2 separate regions of the Sus scrofa genome follow, and region 1 is linked to region 2. Evidence: chromatin contacts called from public Hi-C data. All regions are on one chromosome and are shown on one strand. Each heading gives the region's core, a stretch centred on a gene start, on an enhancer-like site or on the middle of the called end of the contact. The rest is flanking DNA. Distances are from core to core; before and after follow the strand shown.

Region 1 (4,715 bases), core at 1,290-3,789, 110 kb before region 2:
TTTTCTCCTTTCATGTTGCTTTTCACTGCACTCTGGACAGAATGCCTTTCTTTCCCCCCTTTTCTTTGGCAGGATCCTGACCAAGCCTATAGAAAAAGAATCTTTTAAGAACATATATATCTATCTATCGATATACATTCAGGCTCTGACAGTGACACAGAACTGTAGTGCCTCTTAATTACCCAGGAAGTGACAAGGTCAAGAGGTGTCTGAAAGCTGCCTTGTGGTTCTGGGCATTGATTTCTCACCATTGTCGCTGCTTCACTAGCTAAAGTGAAGGCCACAGTGCCTGGGCTTTCTCCACTGTTTGGATTTCCTCCTTTCTTCCTCCCAAACTAATTTTTTTTTTTAAACTTCAAAAGAAAACTACTGGTATTTTGGATTTTGTTTTCTTCTTTTTGGCTGCACTGGTGGCATGCGGAAGTTCCCAGACTAGGGATTGAACCTGTGCCACAGCAGCAACCCAAACCACAGCAGTGACAACGCTGGGTCCTTAACCTACTGAGCCACAGAGGAACTCCCAATTTGGATGTTGATTGGAAATTTGTGAAAGCAGATTGTGTTTTGGGTTGACTGACCAGTCCTAAAAATTGCTGTTTGGGTGCTGGGGGAGGAAGTCAAGTTCTTGCAAAGTCCCCTGCGCGCGCGCACATACACACACACACTGCTTTCTGACTCCTCTCCTCCACTTTCTTTCTATTATTTTTGGACTTTCTGGGAGAAGATTTTTAATGCCCTAGAGTAGTCATTAGCTTACAAAAACAGAACTGAAGGCGTTTCTGGAAACTTCAGGTCAAAGTTGTAGAAATCTCTGTGAAGTGCTGTTGAGTTGTATTTTCGGACAGAGAAGCCAGAGCCTTCTCTAGAGAAATCAGAGAAATTAGTGCACAGTCTTACCTGAGTATGTTGATCTTCGGTTAAAAACCATGGAAAGTGATTTCATCGCTGTAGTAGAGAAATGGTTAATTCTCATTCTGATATTAGAGTTCTTCAAAATGTTACCGAGTCCTAGTGGATGTGAGAAATTCCACGGAGAAGAAAGTCAGAACCAACAGCACGGAGGTCTCCAAGCCTTCATTGTCCACCTCAGAGAGGGCTGTTCTGTGCAAATACCACTCTGAATCTTCTAGCACTCTCGGGAAGGAGTCGGAGTGTACCATTTTCCTCTTCATTGTACAAAGGACACCTTGGAAAGTTAGGGCCCTAAATCAAATGGTGCTAAACATAGAAAGAACCCAGAATGAGAGAGTGCTTACCTCTCGTCGGAAAAGTCTTAGGCTTGCCTCCTGAACCTTCCTGCCTTTCATCAAAGATTGAAACATACATAAAAGTTTTAGGGATAAAGGCCAGAGTGAGGAGTGGGGGTTGGGAGTCAAGGTAGAGTTTTAGTCTCACTCTACCCCTGATCTTTCGCATCATACGTTCCCTTTCCAGACCTTGGTTTCCTCATTGGAAACATAAGCAGTTGGCCTGGGGGCACCTCCCATTCAGCTCGGACCCAAAGAACAGAAACAAGAAAGACACTGACATCTACTTCTGAATGCTAGTAAAAACTCCACCGCTTAGGTTAGGGCCAAATTAAAATAGAGCTGGCCCTTTGTCATCTATTAATAGTGATTGCACAGGACTTGAAATCCAGCCTGAGTTAAATATTTTCCATCCCTCTCCCTGAGATCAGAAGTGGGTTGTGGATAGATAGACAAGACATAGAAGCTGTTGAATAAACACTGAACACATAAAACATGAGCATGTGCAGATGCCCAATATGGCTCATAATGCTAGAAAGTGGTACCAGCTGGGAGTTCCTGTCATGAATCAGTGGTTAGTGAGCCCGGCTAGCATCCACGAGGATGTGGGTTCGATCCCTGGCATTGCTCAGTGGGTTAAGGATCTGGTGTTGCCATGGGCTGTGGTGTAGGTCACAGATGCGGTTCAGATGCCATGTGACTGTGGCTGTGGCTGTGGTGTAGGCCAGCGACTACATGTCTAATTGGACCCCTAGCCTGGGAACTTCCATACGCTGTGGGTGGAGCACTAAAAAGATCAAAAAAAAAAAAAAAAAAAGAAGAAGAAAGAGAAAAAAGAAAAGATAGTAGTACCCGCCTGTTAGCAGTCCACCTGACAACTCATATACCCTCTATCTGTGCCTCCATTCGTGCATCCTCCCTCATGCCCACCCATCCACCCGTCAGCTCACCAATATGCCAGTCTGGCCAACTCATTCATCCATACACTATTTGGGAGATATGTAGTGGTGTATACACACAGGAGACAGTCGGGTGGTTTAGAAAAGTGCCAGGGGGCTCAGATCCAGGGAGAGAGCTTTCTAGCTGGAGTCTTTAGAGAAGACTTCATGGTGGAGCTGACATCTGAGCGAGTTTTGAGGGATGGGTAGCATGTGAGGAAGAAGGGATATGGGGAAGACAGTATGAGCAGATATACAGAGATAGGAAAGTCCTGTGTAGGTCTGGGGCACAGTGAGTCGTCAAGAAAGAAGGTCAAATAAGAGAGAAGACTGATGAAACATTAACTTTGGGGATCAAAGCAGTTCAGAAGAGTAGGCAGCAGGGTTTCGAAGGACCTTGGAACCAGCCATTTTTACAGTGGAGAGAGTGCCCGTGAGAAGGAAGTGGAGGAGGGGGGAGGGAGCGAGGAGACAACGAGCACATTTTTTATAGGAAAGGGTGTGCGAATAAAATATGGAAAAGCAAAAGGAAACCCTGTGTATTGTATGTCGTTTTAAAACGCCTTACCTTCAGTCTCCAAGAGTTCTCCAAGGAACTCTTTCCAAAATCAAAAAGTCGGAGTTCCCATTCATGGTGCAGTGGAAACGAGCCTGACTAGGAACCATGAGGATGTGGGTTCGATCCCTGGCCTCGCTCAGTAGGTTGAGGATCTGGCATTGTGTAGGTCGCCGACACGGCTCAGATCCCATGTTGCTGTGGCTGTGGTGTAGGCTGGCAGCCACAGCTCTGATTCGATCCCCAGCCTGGGAACCTCCATATGCCATGGGTGCGGCCCCCAAATGGACAAAAGACAAATAAAATAAACACCACAACTGAAAAGTCAAGGAAACTGGGTTGATAAGAGACTGATGAAGGAGTGGGAGGTAGGAGGGTATGAAAGGAATTTCAGTGCTTTTGTGTGTGTGAGACAAGAGCCTTTCCACCTTCCTGCACCTGGCCCTCTTATGCTGTTTCTCAGTAATTGCACACAGGGAGGCTGGAGTGGGTGGAGCCCACTGCTGTGCCCTGAGCCAGATGATTTTCCAGCCTGGGAAGTACCGTCTGGACCGAGGGCTGGAGGAAGAGCAGAGACCTGGGCTGGAATTCCGACTTTACTCCTCAGGAAGTGCAAGACACATAGTTGCACAGACTCTTTAACATAGTATCATCAATGTGTTTCTAGCAAGGATTCTTTTCAACGACATGTGAAAAAAGAAATGAGCCCCAAACATCAAGTCCTCCAAACAGGTTGGCTCCCTCCCAGGTTATCTCATTTTATCCCCAAGATAGTCCTCTGACCTAGGAATTATTTCCCTTCTTTTGCAAATAGGATAACCGAGGCCAGAGAGGTTGAGTAATGTTCCCAAGATCACACAGCTAGTGAAGTGGTGGCAGAACTGAGTCCCAAACTCAGTACACTGGAGGACAAATGAGTCACTTATTGATTTTTGTGCTTTAGTTACAAGAGTTCAGTTAGAACTCTTGGAGTCAGGGATTCCTGACAGCTCCGGGCTATTAATCAGCATTGGTCTCTGTAACATATATTAAGATATTAAGCAGAAGAGGAACGGAAGGTGGTGGAAGGGAAGGAGCATTGGAGGAAGATACAGGTGGAGAGAACAAAGGGGCAGTGACTTGGCAAGTTCCTGAAACGAATTCTTCCAAAATGGGGAAGGGGAGTGGGGGTGATGAGGAAAGATGAGTCCAGCTGTGGGGGTGACAAGGACCAAAGGCTTCTGCCTCAGTGCCCCCAGCTGCCTGGCCATACCCTGGCCTGTTGCGGGGGAGGTGGCTTAGTAACCACAGTTTCCAGGAAAGCAAATACTGCCTTGTTGATTTTGCTAAAGAGAAAATAAGAGAGACACAGTTTACTCCCTAAGGCCCCTGCGCTGAGCCTGCTGCTTTGCAGCCCCTGTGCCGGGCTATGGTCCTCTGCTCCTAAGATCCCTTCAGTGTTCAAATGAAGGGAAACCCAGGCTTTTTAGGTGCAGTGCCTTTTTCTTTTCTTGTAAACACTGAAATGCTCACATCTGAAGTATTCTGTTTTGACCAAGGTATGTCAAGGCCTAGAACATTCCTATCACCCTACAAAGCTTGGCTTGGGGTTCTTCCCAGTCAATCTCTGCCTCCCCAACAAGCATGATCTGGTTTTTATCACCATTGGTTAGTTTTGACTCTTCCGGAGTTGTATATAAATGCTATCACACTGGGTGTTCTGCTCACGTTTGTCTTCTTCCACAAAGCATATGTTTAAGACCCATTGGTGGTGTTGCCTGTCTCGGCCTATCATTCATTTTTATCAATAAGTAGTAAGTATTCCATTGCATGAACACAGCTTATTTACCTAGTCTCTCCTGATGGGCATCTGGGTTGTTTCCAGTTTTGGCCTATAATGAAAAAACTGTCTACGAACATTCTTCGGAGACTTTGTGCATATGTATGTTTTTATTTCTCTTAGGTAAATACTGAGGGTAGAATTGCCAGGTCAGG
Region 2 (4,700 bases), core at 1,044-3,543:
ATGCTACTCTTTATTGCTTTTAATGAAACTTTGAAATAGCTATTGCTTTTTAAGTTCCCTGACTCATAAATTTCTGCCTCCTCTGAGGCAGCACCCTCTTCATTGCATCATTCATTCTTCATTGCTGCCTCTGGCCCTCCAAGGGTCACAGCTGAAGTGGGGAGGGCCGTCAGGTTTGGTGGGATCTCGGGATCTCATGCTCTCTGCCACTTACTTCCTGGAGCCACTGCTCTTTCTCAGGAGGCCAGTGGTGAGATGGCCTTTAGTGTCTTTCTTCCTCTGGCCCCACCTCTTCCAAGTTGAGAAGGATGGTCCCAGTCTTTCCACCACGTGGAAGGCACACTTTCCTGCACTCGTCCTCCCTCCCTGCAAAACTTGTGTTTTTACAATTTTAATTCTTCTCTGAGTAATTTTAGAGGGACTCTTGTGGACAAGAAGTGAAACACTTAATTCCAATGCCTTTTGACCCAGGAGTCTATTAAAGACATTCTTTAATGTTTCTCATATTGTGAGAGCCTATACTGTCGGCTATAAATTTGTTAAAAACAACCCTCCTCTTTGTAGGCAGAGGACTAGAGATGTAAGAAAGCAGGACTCAAAGTCAGAAGACTTAAGTTTGAGCCCCAACTCAGTCAGTTGTAAACCACGTGATCTTGGTCATATGTGCTTCAGTTTACTCATCTGTAAAATCAGACTAATACCTTGGACTAAATGAGATCAAGTACAGTAGTCGAATGCATTTTTATATTCTTTTTTTTTTTGGTCTTTTTGCCTTTTCTATGGCCACTCCCGTGGCATATGGAGGTTCCCAGGCTAGGGGTCCATTCGGAGCTGTAACTACCAGCCTGAGCCAGAGCCACAGCAACGCGGGATCTGAGCCATGTCTGCAACCTACACTACAGCTCACGGCAACGCCGGATCCTTAACCCACTGAGTGAGGCCAGGGATCGAACCCACAACCTCATGGTTCCTAGTCGGATTCGTTCACCACTGAGCCACGATGGGAACTCCAGCAATTTTTAAATTCTTAAAAGCTAAAACAATGTAAGAAAATGCAGCCGTTCTTTTGGTGTTTTTTGTTTGTTTGTTTGCTTGTTTTGTTTTTTTTTTTCTCTTTTTGCCTCTCTGAGGCTGTGCCCATCAAAAAGAAGATATTCTGTAAATCTTTGCAGGTTAGTTGTTTGGAATGAATGCCCAGAAAATGCTGAAGAATATGTAAGGAGGCAAAGGGGAGTGACAGAGTCATTCACTATATTATTATTGCCTTCTTTGCTATTTATAAGATTTTTTTTTAAACCTGTGGCGTTATTTGCCTTGAAAGCCCAGTTTTTATTAACCATGGTCACATTTTCTCTCTCATCCCTCCTTCTAACCCTTGCTATCCATTCCCCCAACACTTCAAATTTATTGTCAAAAGGTGTTCCTTTAAAGACTTTTTAAAAGAAATGTAATTATCTATGGCTCAGTGTCACTTTGAAAGTGGTCCCTTGGTATTTTCTGGAGGCTGCAAAATATGTTTAATTTCCAAACCTTCTTGGAAGTCACCCAATAAATTCAGGCACGGAGGGCATGGTCAGAGTACAGGGTGTGTGAGGAGATCACTCTGCAAGTTGGCCGGTGTCGTTTATTATAGGCAATCCAGCAGGTGCGTAAATAACTCCTACTGGGAGGTTTTCCGCTCAGCTTCCCCAAATGGCTCCATTTCAACATCCAGCAGTGACGCTGTATTCTCAGAATTGGATTAGCTAAGCACTGGGCAAGGTAAAACCCACTAGCATGATCCAAAGGAAAGTTTGCTTCTACATCAATAGCACTAGTATGAAATAGACTTTTGTTGATTAAAAATGGTAGGATTCACCAGCTAATTGAAAAATCCAGTTCTTTGAAGTGCATGTGCACATTTCATGTTACATAGCTCAATTCTATGTACATTTCATGTTGGAAAGTTCAATTCCATGTATGCCATTTTTCAGCCCTTACTAAGAGTCGGACCTTATGCTGGTTTCTGTGGAGAATAAGGAGATGAGCTTGACCTGGCCTCGGCTTTGGTAGTTCACACATTTGTAGGAAGACAGTGGCAGATGTATCCCTCATCACAGAACAGACTGAGAAATTAGAAATGCAAGCAAAATGCTGTCGGGTTAGAAAGGAAAACTTAGAGATGCCTCTTGGTAGAGGAAGCATGAAAACTCGGCATTCTTGTATTCATTTTTTAACAGACAGTTATGGAATGCCAATGGGTTTCATGCCCTATTCCATGAACACTCTGAGAGGGCCAATTTTGGTTGTTTAATTATTTACAGAAGAATAAAGTTCAACAGGCAGAAAAGGGAAGGGGGGGCATTTCGGGCAGTAGGCGTTGAGTGGAAGCCTTGAGGCTACAGGGCAAGCCCAAGCCACGGGCAGGAGTTCTTTGTGGCTCTGATCCAGGATGTGTGTGTGGGACCGAAGGATGGCAGGGGCTGTAGTGAAGGAACAATTTTTTCCCAGGGGGTCTCAACCCTGAGATTCCCTGATTCTCCAGGCATCAGAATCACCTGGAGAGTGTGTTAAATTACAGATTGCTGGGTCCATTCCAGCGTTTCTGACTCAGGAGGTCTGGATTTGGGCCTGAGAATATGCATTTCCAACACATTTCCAGATGTTGCTGATGCGGGGACCACACTTTGAAGACCTCTACTTTATCCTGGTTTGCCCTGGATAAAACCTGTTAGTTGCTGACCCAAGAGCCATCCCATCATCCCGGCTGCCCCAGCCCTGAGTTGTTCTGGTAGCACAAAGAGTCTTTGATTTCAGTATTAGATTTCCTACCCCAGGGCCAGAAGATGATGATGATGAGCCTAAACCAATCACGGTAATCTCAGTTCCCTTGGCCATTGATTGATGTGAATGTGGGCAAGTACCTGCAGTGTCTAAAGACAGGTAAGGATAATCATCTAACAGCAACTCACAAAGAGAAGGGCTTCTGCCTTTTGCACTTACTTCCTAAATCTCTATATACTGTTGTAGTTACACTGGCCATCTTTGGACCAAGAGATGACAAGGATGAGGAAGAGAACCAATATGGCACGGATGTCATGGCAAAGATACAGAAATAACCGGGGTCCCCAAAGGCATCATTGAGCTGCATTCCCTGGACTGTCTACCTCAACCTGTCCTTGTGTGAGACAAATACACTCTTATTTGTTGAGGCTGTCATAATCCATTCTCTTGTTACTTGCAGCCAAACACACTCCTAACTGATCCAACCTGTTCTAATTCTGTGATGTGGGTGGCATGGGTGATATCAACATCATTTTAGAGATGAAGGCACTGAGGTTCAGAAAATGAAGGTGACGTAATATATAGTGATAGAGCTCAGATTCCGACTCAAGATTCCTGATTAAAAGTCCTTGGCATTTTGGCAACTCAAAACTACAATGTGGTATCATCTCATACCAGTTGAAATGGCCATTAGTAAAATGACCATAAATATTAAATGTCGGAGAGGGTATGGAGAAAAGGGAACCTTCCTACACTTTGGGGATGTAAATTGGTGCAGCCACTATGAAAAGCAGTATGGAGGTTCTTTAAAAATGTAAAAAATAGTGTTGCCATATGATCTAGCAATCTCATTCCTGGGCATATATCCAGAGAAAACCATAACTCAAAAATATACATACACTCCACTGTTCATAGTAGCATTGTTTACAACAGTCAAGACATGGAAACAACCTCAATCCATTGACAGATGACAGATAAAATGACGTGGTATATAAACACAATAGAATACTACTCAGCCATAAAAAGAATGAAATAATACCATTTGCAGCAATATGAATGTACTTAGAGATTATTACACTAAGTGAAGTAAGTCAGACAGAGAAAGACAAATACCATATGCTATCACTTATATGTGGAATCTAAAATATAATAAAATGAGCTTATTCACAAAATAGAAATAAACTCACAGACATGGAGAACTTATGGTTACCAAAGGGGAAAGGGGGTGAGAAGGGATAAATTAGGAGGATTTAGCAGATACAAACTACTCTATACAAAATAGATAAACGACAAGGTCCTACTGTACAGCACAGAGAACTATATTCTGTATCCTCTTACAAACCATAATGGAAAAGAATATGAAAAAGAATACATATATAGACATATAACTGTGTATATATATATTATATATAATATATACATATATGTATATATATTACCAGAAACTACCACAACATTGTAAATCAATGATACTTCAATTAAAAAAGGTTTGGCGTTTTCCCACTGACCTATAGCTCAACCATTCTAATTATGTCTTCTAACTTATATACATATAAGTTATATACACGTTTATGTATATATAGATACGCATATTCTTTTTCTCTTATATTTAGGAAGAAGAAATTAAGTGTCTGTTCTGAGCTTACTTGTGTCTCTGTTGTCAGCTATCTAACTTCTGATTGTCATTTATTAATGATTTAAGTAATTCATTCCTCCCATATTTACATATGTAGGTAATATATGTAACCTCTGAACTTTGAGCTTTTTTATAGTGGACAACTTTGCATTTGTTCAGATTTTGTTCCTTACAGAAAGAAGCAGTTCAAATTAACTTTATGTCCTACCTTTTTAGGCACGGGCTTCAGTTATACTCTTAAATTTTTGGAGACTTTGAAACATTAATCACGCAAAACTTATAGAGCAATACTAAGATTCTT

Evidence for each region. Hi-C and Micro-C count contacts between places; a contact is called where the count stands out from the background.
Region 1: a contact with region 2 is called in a Hi-C map of liver, with 1.7 times the contacts expected there. The contact joins two enhancer-like sites. A contact is called at or near these places in 1 of 5 promoter capture datasets (liver), 5 of 47 Hi-C or Micro-C datasets (liver and skeletal muscle) and 1 of 2 datasets of contacts at active chromatin or transcription factors (skeletal muscle).

What each region holds. Positions count from the first base shown.
Region 1 is chr13:131,070,410-131,075,124 of Sscrofa11.1, reverse strand. No RefSeq gene overlaps it. Among named protein-coding and RNA genes, the nearest start is that of HES1, 63 kb to the left of the region's middle. Within about 2 kb of position 2,539, at least 14 of the 83 cell types and tissues checked have an H3K27ac peak or open chromatin away from gene starts, as enhancers often do. A contact at or near this core is called in liver, where this site is marked.
Region 2 is chr13:130,957,859-130,962,558 of Sscrofa11.1, reverse strand. No RefSeq gene overlaps it. Among named protein-coding and RNA genes, the nearest start is that of HES1, 180 kb to the left of the region's middle. Within about 2 kb of position 2,293, at least 6 of the 83 cell types and tissues checked have an H3K27ac peak or open chromatin away from gene starts, as enhancers often do. A contact at or near this core is called in liver, where this site is marked.